Regions from separate parts of the Mus musculus genome. Here region 1 is linked to region 2. Evidence: chromatin contacts called from public targeted proximity ligation data. All regions are on one chromosome and are shown on one strand. The core of a region is the stretch at or near the end of the contact, and the rest is flanking DNA. Distances in the headings are between cores, read along the strand shown. Region 1 overlaps Glis3 (GLIS family zinc finger 3). Region 2 overlaps Glis3 (GLIS family zinc finger 3).

Evidence for each region.
Region 1: a targeted proximity ligation map of embryonic stem cells shows a contact between it and region 2, with 2.2 times the contacts expected there. A contact is called at or near these places in 10 of 484 Hi-C or Micro-C datasets (cumulus cells, embryonic stem cells and nephron progenitors) and 8 of 130 datasets of targeted methods (embryonic fibroblasts, embryonic stem cells and pancreatic cancer cells).

What each region holds. Positions count from the first base shown.
Region 1 is chr19:28,648,538-28,653,933 of GRCm38.p6, reverse strand. All of the region lies in intron 2 of Glis3 (GLIS family zinc finger 3), which reads left to right. Among named protein-coding and RNA genes, the nearest start is that of D930032P07Rik, 27 kb to the left of the region's middle.
Region 2 is chr19:28,564,647-28,569,642 of GRCm38.p6, reverse strand. The region is part of intron 2 of Glis3 (GLIS family zinc finger 3); the gene reads left to right. Among named protein-coding and RNA genes, the nearest start is that of D930032P07Rik, 110 kb to the left of the region's middle.

The DNA.
Region 1 (5,396 bases), core at 2,869-5,368, 83 kb before region 2:
GGCCTTAAATCCAATTAGAAGGCCGTTGGTCTTACCCATGTCAGCTGAGCCACCATTGCACAAGCAGGCACCTCGTTCCTGACATGTTGGCATTTTAGTACACAGGGTCCATAGCCAAGCAGGAATGCTGGTGACAGTTCTGCACCAGCAGTGGGCATGGACCCCTCTGACCAGTCCTAGCTTCATTTTCCTATGTCCCACAGTCAAAGCATGCATGTGTGGTGTCTTCAGCAGTAGAGTGTCACTGTCTAGTCCTGGCATACAGGTAACAGCAGTAGCAATAGCTTTTATAATTTGTGGAGCCTCAGGCACATCATTGGCCAATGATTCACAGGAGGGTAGCCCACCCCTGACACTGGGTGACCTTTTCACCTTATAAAGGGTATCTTTTTAAGGAAATTTTATTTTTCCTTTCAGTTAACCCAGCCTTGGTAGGGTAAGGGAGGTGGAAGTGTCATTGTACTTGGTTGTCTCTCCAGTGGCTTTCCAAGTCTGCAAAACCTTTCTAGAACATAGGCAGGACAAACAGCATCCCAGACCACCATCCCATAGGAAACAGTGAGGTGACAAAGATCACCTCGGTGAAGCACCACCAAGGTGCATTGTCATCTGTTCTGAGCAAGGGTCAGGTGACCCTAGTTTTACAACTAAGAGGATACTAAAAGTTGGAACACAAGCAATGGGTCTAATAGTTCATGGAAAGTTTCCATCCATTGGTATCGGTAGATCAACGTTCAGCACACATCATGGCCAGGAGGTGCTAATTTAATTAGCTCCTTGCAATCCTTAGTCATTCTCTCTGGGCCATTTCCATATTCTTCGGCAGAGCCTCCCTACATTTCTTTACACCTGATAAACTTAGTGGTGGGTATGTTGGCTGGTTTTAGGTCAACTTGACACAAGTTAGAGTCATCAGGGAGGAAGGAGCCTCAATCGAGAAAATGTCTGCATATGATCAGCCTGTAGGCAAGCCTGTGGGGGCATTTTCTCAATGACTCATGGAGGAGGGCCCAGCCCATTGTGGGTCCACTCCTGGGATGGTTGATCTTGGGTTCTATAAGAAAGCAGCCTGAGCAAGCCCTGGGAAGTTAGCCAGTAAGCAGCACTCCTCCATGGCCTCTGCATCAGCTCCTGCCTCCGTGAATGAGTTCCTGCCCTCATGGCTTTTGATGATGAACCTTCATGGCTTTTGATGATGAACCTTTACATGGATCTGTGAGTGAAATAAACCCTTAGCTCTCCAACTTGCTTTTGGTCCTGGTGTTTCATCATAACAGTAGTGACCCTAGCCCAGAGAGTGGCCCTGAATCAGCTTGCTTACACCTACCTAGGGCCAAGGGGCAACAAGGTCCTGCTTTCCCCAGCTGCACCTGCAGGCTCTGAGTCAGGGTTGCCCTGGGTTGGCACTGTGGGTATAGCTATAGGTGTTGCCTCTCCACCCACCATGCCTAGTTGTTGGGGGAGTTCCTGATTGGGTAAGCCAACCTTACCCCTAGCATAACCTTTGCTGTCTGTACTCTCTTAGTCTAGGGGATAATTGACCACCCCTGGGATAGCTTGATTGTCTTTCCCTATATAGTTCTATTACATACATACGTCTTCAGGAAACTGCTCCTCTAGCTTTGAAGCACCCTCCCCCCAAAAGCTCCTTAGCACACAATTTAGCTTTCTCTCAGTTACTTCCTTAAGAACTCCAGCTCTACACGAATCTGGCCATGTTTGTTTTAAGTAACCCAGCGTTAGGTTTTCAGTTTCCTCGAGTTTGTTCTCTCATTTTATGAGCTCTTTACACACGTCACTGAGATCTGCCAAAGCTTCTTCTACTTTTCAAAGATTTGCCCCACTAATGGACCTAGCACAGCCACCAAAGGCCCACAGCAGCCTTGAGTCCCTATGGATTGATTAGCCTTTTCTTACTCTCCTCCGAGAACACATTTCTACCTGGCTGGGTGACCTGGGGTTCAAACACAGCTCCCTTTATCCCTAGCTCCCTAGCCCCTGTCCCTCCTCTATTGCTTTCCACCCCAGGGAATTTATGGGGATCTCAGATGGATGAAACCAGGTGATCTTAACGGCTCAGGACTGAGTTCCCTCATACTGTCTCAGGGTAGGAGGCCTTTGCCTTCGAGAGGGATGAGAGGTTACGTCACTCAGTGTTCTGACGGATCCCGTCTGCTCCCATGTCTCACAGCTCCACTAGCCAGGCTGTGGCAGGCTCTTTTACTGCTTATTTAAAAGTCTTTCCTAATTCTAGTGATTTGATTCGTGAGTATTTCCTGATAACTCTAGTCTCTTGTAAGGGATCATGGTTGATGCCCCATCTGCATGCTGGATTGCAGATTTTCCTTTTTTCTACTAAAGGTCAGACTTGAGGAGTGTACATTCCTTTTCCATCTCTCTCTTTCATCCTCATTTATCTAATGGACTGGCCAAGTCCGAGGTAATGTGGAGGACGCTAGCCGCATCTCCCATTCTTCTTGCAGTTGCTCCGGCAAGGGACTGAGAGCCCATGAAGTGTGTGCTTCCATGACTAAGGCAAAATGATGACACTCAATCCTACATCCCACTAGGGGTAGCCATCACTAGGGAGTCCCTGAGATGTACTCGTGGACTAGTAAGTATCATGGGAGGAACAAGTGCCATTTTGAATATTGTAGAGGGGGTTGGGCTTTTACGAGTCCAGTGAGCAGTGAGACCCCTGAAGTCCTGATTAAGAGAGAAGAGCAGGCACATAGGTATTGGTTCAGATAACCTGAGATTCCTTACGTCCTTAGAGATTCAGGTGGGAAGGTCAGAGATTTTAAGTGTCACAGAAACATATGTAAAAGGTTTTAAACAATGGATCCAGATGGCATAATTTACACTTCTGAAGAGGATGTGGCTTCCTGTGCTGAGAACTCTCTGGTTGGAGAGAATGGCCACAGCAGGGGGAAGGTTAGTGTAATCTTGCTGAACCGACCCGACCCATGACTTGGGAATGATAAGACATTTAGATTGGTGTTAGTGCATTCAGTAGGGATGGCCGAGAGTTCCTTGTTCAGCAGTAAGAGTGAGTAGGAGATGAACGTTCTGCTTCATACATATATGGGGCACCTTTCAGGTTGTCACGTGGGACTGCTGCATATATAGTTGGATATGAAAGACTGGAGGTCTAGAGTAGACTGAGCCAGGGATCAAGATGTGAGTGTTAACAGCAGAGAGAGGATATTAGGTATCATGGGGCTACTAAACCCTGGCCAAGGGTGATGAGGATGGAGAAGCTGGCCAAGACCTGAGCCTTGGGGGAAATCAACGCTGGGAAGAGGAACCTGAGCAGCTGTAACCAGTGAGGCAGGAGGAGAGCCAGGATAGAGGGAACCTTGGAAGCCATGCCAACAAAGCCATTCGAGAAGGGAGGCAAGATTGGCTAGATCACGTGGTGGTGAGGGTGGATTAGATGGAACCAGGAAATCCCACATTGGATTGGGCCAAAGGGAGGTTACTGCTGCCTGGAGAAGAGGGCAAAAGGCATGCTGTATCTGTATACATCATTTCCATCACTTCGAGTGTCTCAAACATCATAAAATAATTGAAATAGATTCTGGCTGGGGGGAAGGAAAATCAGTTTTCTTCAGTGGAGTGTCACTGAGTATACCAACTATACTCCAAGGTAGGCCTCATGCCCAGGAGTAGGTGGCTAACACAAAATGGACTCCATGCTCTTTCTATGGGCTTTTTAATTTTACTGTTATTTATTATTTTTGTCTTTGTTAAAGTTTTTTTTTTAAAGCTTTGCTTGTTTTGTTTTGAGAGAGAAAACATCATGAGTTGGCTGGGTAAGGAAGTAGGGAGGGTCGGGAAGGAATTGGGGGAAGAGAAAGAGTATGACCGAAGTATATTGTCTGGAAAAGAAAGGTGTTCTCTAGCACAGCACAGAGTGGATTAGCACAGAAGTGGCGCCGGCTGCATCCTCCTCTTTTCTGTCTCGGAGCTTCAGAGTATCAGTCAGCCATCCCATAATGTGTCACTTCCCACAGGCTTCCTGGAACCCTAGGAAGCCCACTTTCAGTAGGTGGGGGCTGCTTACTTCAGGACCTAGCCCAGGGCCCTTTAGCTACATGCTTTTAAGTTGTAAATTAACAAGGGTCGTCTTAATGTGGCGTCGAGAAGATGCTAGTCTTGCAGTTCCCACACAGTTGTTTGGGGTGTCCTTGGCTTGTCCTTGTGAATTCACAGGGTGACTGAGCTGTGGTAATTTTCTTCTTTGGAAGCAAACACAAAGCTACCTGGGGTTTGTCAGCCACTGTGTAACTGCTGGGTTAGGGTAGTTCATAGTTCCAGCGTGAGATCATACTACATGCCTTTCAATGATGTCACACCTTTCCAAAGCTCGGCTTTGGGGATTTGCTGTACTGAGAAACCCAGTACCATGGGTCTTTTTTTTTTTGTTGTTGTTGTTTTGTTTTTTAAATGTGGAGCAGAAAATAGGGTGCCAGAATCAAACTTAAATCCTACCTCTGAGAAACCGTATGTACCTAGGAGTATCAGATACTATGGAAATTGTGCTTCTTTAACGATGAAATAAAACTTTACTGTCCCAACAATTTATATCTTTTTTTTTCTTCCCAGGTGACTACCAATTTGTTGGGACATAAATATTTACCAAATTAGTTGGTTCTAACTACTGAACACACGGAATTGTTAGGTATTTTCCATGCCCTAGAAGTACTTAGAGAAAATGTACTGAGACGCCATTGTGTCATAATTGAGAAAATTGCAAGCCTCCGATGTAGCACCTTAGGCCTCTAAGAAGAAAAGGGAGGGGAGGGCCCAAGCTGCCTTTCAGTCTGAGCTGCTTACTGCCTGGGTCTCTCAGCTGCTTGTCACTCAAGTCTTCGTTGACTGGGTGCATTATGGGAAATGTAGTTTCTCTTCAGTGAACATTCTTCTGATGTGTCCTCTACTTCCCAGCAGCTCCTGCTCATGAATGAATGGCTCACTTCCTTACTTTCACCTCCCCCAGCAGCTAGAGGACTTTCTGTTTGTCTGTCCTTTCTCTCCCAGCAACACCACACCACAGCTCCCAGGATAGGACTCTACTATAATTCAGACACAAGGAAAAGGAGGTAGGCTATAGCATTTCATGTCATTAGTTCATTCATGGTTGGTCTTATCCCTAGGACAACATGTTCTGAGTGCTAGACAACTCAATCACACGGGAGCTTTGAGAACAAGTTCGTTGCAGGCACTACTCTGGGAGTTACCAGTTGTTATGTAATAATGTATTTGGCCTTTAAGAATGAAAATAAGATCGCATCTGTAACTAAACAGAATATGAATTTTTGAGATGCAAAATGAGAGAGTGAGATGGACCCATTTTTCTTGGTTTGGGAAGCGGGGAGTGATTTGTTTAAGAT
Region 2 (4,996 bases), core at 1,518-4,017:
ATTGTACTGAAGTCACAGCTTATTTAATCAAGGACTCTTAGAAATTAAAATTATATCATTGTAAGTAGCACTTAAGTGATGGTGTAAGCCTTCATTTATTTCTTCAAGATAGATTACAGAGCCGAATGAATATTCTAAATACCCTTTATCATGCTAAGAATTTCCTTCCCAATAGGTTTATATCACACATTACACTGTCAGCTCAACCTGCAGGCATAATGTTGTCTATTTTTGTCTCATCTCTTGGGTCCTTCTTTTAGGAACTGTTTAAGCCTCAAATTCTTGTCGATAGTTCTGATTTATAAAAACTCTTCATTGCTTTTATATACAATTCTACTTAATTTCCCAGTCTTATGTTAGCTTTTTAATTCTGTTTGTCACCCTGATTAAGCCAACATATTTTTTTATAGTAATAGTGTTTATTTTGTCACTGTATCGCAAAGGAAATAAAAATTCAAATGCATCTCTGTTTTTGTTGCTTTGTATTTTGCTTTTAATATTTTGCCTTTTATTTTCCTGGGGTTGTGTTTGCCAGTGATGCCAGAAGCCATGGCTCCCCACTCCCTGTGCTATTCCACAGCCAAGAAAAGAGTCTGTTTGTCTTGCCTTCTGAACCTTGGTGGGTCTTGAGACTTGTGTGGCCAGTAACAAAGCAGAAGTGAGCTTGGCTTGCTCCCTCTCCCTCTCCCTCTCCCTCTCCCTCTCCCTCTCCCTCTCCCTCTCCCTCTCCCTCTCCCTCTCCCTCTTCCCCTCCCCCTCCCCCTCCCCCTCCCCCTCCCCCCCTCGTGTGTGTGTGTGTGTGTGTGTGTGTGTGTGTGTGTGTGTGTGTGTATAAGCATACTCATCCATACTTGCATATGTGGAGGACAAAGGACAACATTAGACATCTTTCTCCATCCCTCTTCATTTTACCTGTTGAAACAGGATTTCTCATGGGATCAGAAACTCAGTGTTTTAGCTCCACTGGCTGTTCAGTGAGTCCCCCAAACTCACATGTCTCTGCTTTCTCAGTGGTCGCGTCCAGTTTTTAGATGGGTGCTGGGGCTCTGAGGTCAGATCTCAATGTTGGTACAGCAAAGGCTTTACACCCAGCCCTGCTGCTCACTTCCTGCTTCCCACTTCCATCTCTCAAGCCCCAATGGCGTGGTCCTTAACTGATATGAAAGGCTCCGCTTTCCACCTCTTGGAATGGCCACCATTCTGTGAGATGCCCAAGTCATGAGCCATGGCCCTGTGCTCCCACTGTGGCTCCAGCTGAGCCCAGTGCTGACAGCTAGCATCCTTGGCAGCATGGAGGGGAGTGGCTTTAGATATCCATCCAGCCTTCAGGTACATCTGACTGCACTGCCCTAGGAGACTCCACACAGACCATTCAATTCCGAGAGCCATAGAAAGCAATGTTATTGCTTTGAGAATGCCAAGTTACAAAATGGCTTTCTACCTCAGCAGCAGATCATCAGAAACATTTATAACGCAAATGGAAAATCAACATTCCTTTCCCACTCAGCTGTGTCACAGGTTGCCCTTTCACTTTTTATTGATCCCTTTCCTTATTAGTTTATAATGACCTCATGTGCTAATTATTATATATCTGAGGTCATGATCTTTCGAATCTGCTCTGTAATAAGTTTAACCGGTCCTTCTCAACGTCCTCTGCCACCCAGTGTACCTCCCTCCAATAAAGTATCAATAATGCAGAAGATGAAACTACAGTAAACTATAAAGTAGTTAGAAGCATCAACATTCTTTGCTATATTTATTTTTCATTCCTAGGAACATGTATGTATCTATATTTATATCTTCATGGAGACAGTGAAGCATTCTTTATATTACATGCTGTTATTGGGAATTTGGATTTTTTGAATTATATTTTTGATGTTTATAATAGATTGTATATAAGAAACTTACTGTGTATGTCACGTATGTTATGTCTTGTCATCATATTAAATTTAATTTTCTTTTATAGCACTTTTGAAATTTAATTTGATGAGAAGAGTAAATGCAGTGTTTATTTAGACATGTTTAAGCTGGGAGGGATTTGGTAACTCATTTACTTCTTTGTCTGTATGATTTAGAGAAGTTAAGTTTATACCACCCCCATTTCACATTACGTAGGGAGACTAGACATCTCCCTCTTCTCCATCCTGAATCATTTGCTGTATGCTGAGCACCTGGTCCTCCTTGATCTCTTCCAAAGATAACAGCTCTGTGCTTCACAAAGAGTCCTCCATCCCTTCTGATTTCTAGAAAGTACTTCCTGTGACTGGGCTACATTTCTGCTTTCTCAGGGTTACTGTGTCCTTCATGGTTGAGGGATACAGGAAGAACGATGGTCACCAGCTTCCTAAGTCTGACTGTTAGAGGCTCTGATGGCTGTGGAGAAATGTGTTACTTGTGGCTTGTCTGGGAGAGATAAAGTTTTTGGGAGGGTTTGAAAGACCCATGTGAACTGGGCCTCTCCCAAGTAGTTGTTGAATGGAGTTCAATATTGGTTATGTGATATTTTTAATTTTTCTAGGCCTGTGAGCAAGCATTTGGCATAAGAAGGCCTGAGTGTCTTCACTCCAGACGCCCATTTTCTGTCTCCCCCAGGGCTGCTCCTGCTGGAGAGAATAAGAGCGGGTTAACTAGGGACAGTTGCTTCTGATGCTATATTACCAGGCGAAGTGAAGTCTCCGTGCCAGGGGCTCCATCCAAACTCATTGACACAGCGAGGATCCCTTCCATTATTCCAGACCCCTGAAGGCAGAGCTTTTCTTTAGAGCAAAAGACAAAGAAAGTAAGGCCACAATGCAAAGGAATTCCCTCAGCCCATAACTGCTAATTGGATGATTGTTCTGCTGTTCTTACAATGCCAGGAAAGAAGAGCCCCTAGCCTCACCCACTACTTGTAAACTTCCTTTGAGATGGAAATCTTTTTAAAAAAACTCTTCTGTCAAGCTTGATATGCTCAAATGAAACCTTTTCTCCTCTTCTTTGCAAGGGGCTTGCTGTTCCAGAGTAACCCCTATGCTGGCTTCATGGCACATTTACATTTGGCAGAGATGCAAGCCTGCCCTGTTCTATTGAAACCTGTGGTTAATCACGGTTCTTCTCCAACTTCAGGTTTAAGAACATGGGCAAATTCTCCCCCCCCCCCCCATCTCTTTGTGTAAAATGTGACTGAGGCTCAGCAGTCTCCAGCCCTCTTTGCTTCTGCAGAGGCAGAGCACCTGTCTTATCTGTGGGAAGGAAGGATTTTGAGTGCTTTGCCTGTGAAGACAAAAGGCAGAGAGAGATACCTTTCTGGGACAGTTTTCAGATCTCACTTGCACTTTTAAATGGATTGATCTTTAGGCACAGCTAAAATGTGGCATCTCTACCATTGCATTGTTTCTCCTGTCCTGTCCACTGCTCTCTGGTCAACCCTCCTTTCATCCAGCTCTCTACCTTTCAGGAACACTTCTAAACCCACTGCTCACTAGGTAGGTCCTACCATGTTCTCTTCACTGTTTTGATGGTGAAAGATATTTTTATATGCCTCCAAAGTGTTTACCCTAGTAAGCCTCACTCTTAATTTATAGCCAATAAAGGTAGCAGGATACAGAAGAAAGCAGGTTCACTTGTGTGCCAGCAACTTTTTTTGTGCATGGACTGACTGTGATATTGCTTGGCTGGGCAGTCACTTTACCTCTGTGGATTTGAGCTTTAATGTCTGTAAAACAAAGAAGTTGTATACATTGTATCTAATCTTTCTTCCTGGTTCATTACATTTGGAATTCAGAGTCTCGTGGGGGCAGGGATACATCTGTTTCTCATAGAAGAACCCTTGTAATTGTTTTTATCACTAATTCTAGTTTCAAGGTAGTTTTCTTAGGTTATAAGAGTTTAAGGTTTTTCAGATGTGAATTGGAGGGGTGGAGGGAAATTAGCATTTGTTGAACATTGGGTTTTCACAGGGCCAGGAGCTAGCTAGTTCATTCTATCTCACCATTCTATGTTACCGTGCTGGTTGAAGTGATTTGGCCAAATTTATTCAGCCCATAATCACAGATCAAATGGGACTCAGTGACTTTGCTGGGGCAAGTTTTCTGGCCTCTTCTGCAGAGCCCGCCTGACCAAGTACCCAAACTTCTGTCTTCTTCGTGGTAATGTTTTTACTGGAGAGTGAAAGGAGAGAACAGTTGCTGTTTGCCCGGGGCTGTTGCTGGCTGGTCAGACTCTACAAGTAAGTACTGTGATGTAGTTGTAGTTCTGCAAGATGACAATATAGACTACTGGGGAAGAGTTTTTCGAAAAGAGCTGTAGGCCAGCTATATGTGTTGTACTTCCAAAGTATGTTGTCCGGTAGAAACTGGTCTTATAAAAGGTCAGGTTTGCATAGGAATTTGTTCAGTGATGAACGTTCTTATCTATTTCTTACTGCGCTTGAAGCACTGTCTGTCTGTGTTCCTACAAGGGTGTGTGTATGGCATAGGTTTCTGTACATTGCTGAATACCAGTGAGTTGTACTCAAGGCTACTGAATGAACAATAAGTCACTTAGTCTTTTCTATAGAAAGACTCAGGTAGATGTGCATTCTCATGCGTTGCTTTCAATATCATCATTGTGATCATCCCTACCACCATCTACCCTTTAGTTTCTTCAGAACCTTTTTTTAAAAATGATATTTTATTCTTCACCAGTTTGTGCTACAGTTCTCTTGATTTAGTTTACCAGGCAGTTAGATCCTGAATAAATAGATGAATGAATGAACAAACAAGCATGCCTTCTGCACCCAAAATTCCCAGAAGTGAGAGAGAGATTGACATGGGATACACGTCACCATGTTCTGTCTAGGTTTTACTAGTGTTAGTCTGTCTGTATGTATGTGAAGACATGAGACTTGATGCTCCCTACACAGAGTAAATTCAGAGGCTGCTCCTGTTTGTTGGTTATATATAAAGCTGAGCTGCTGAAGGCTACACATGCTTGGTCCATCTCAGAGAAGCTGGGGTTCTGACCACCCTCCATCCTT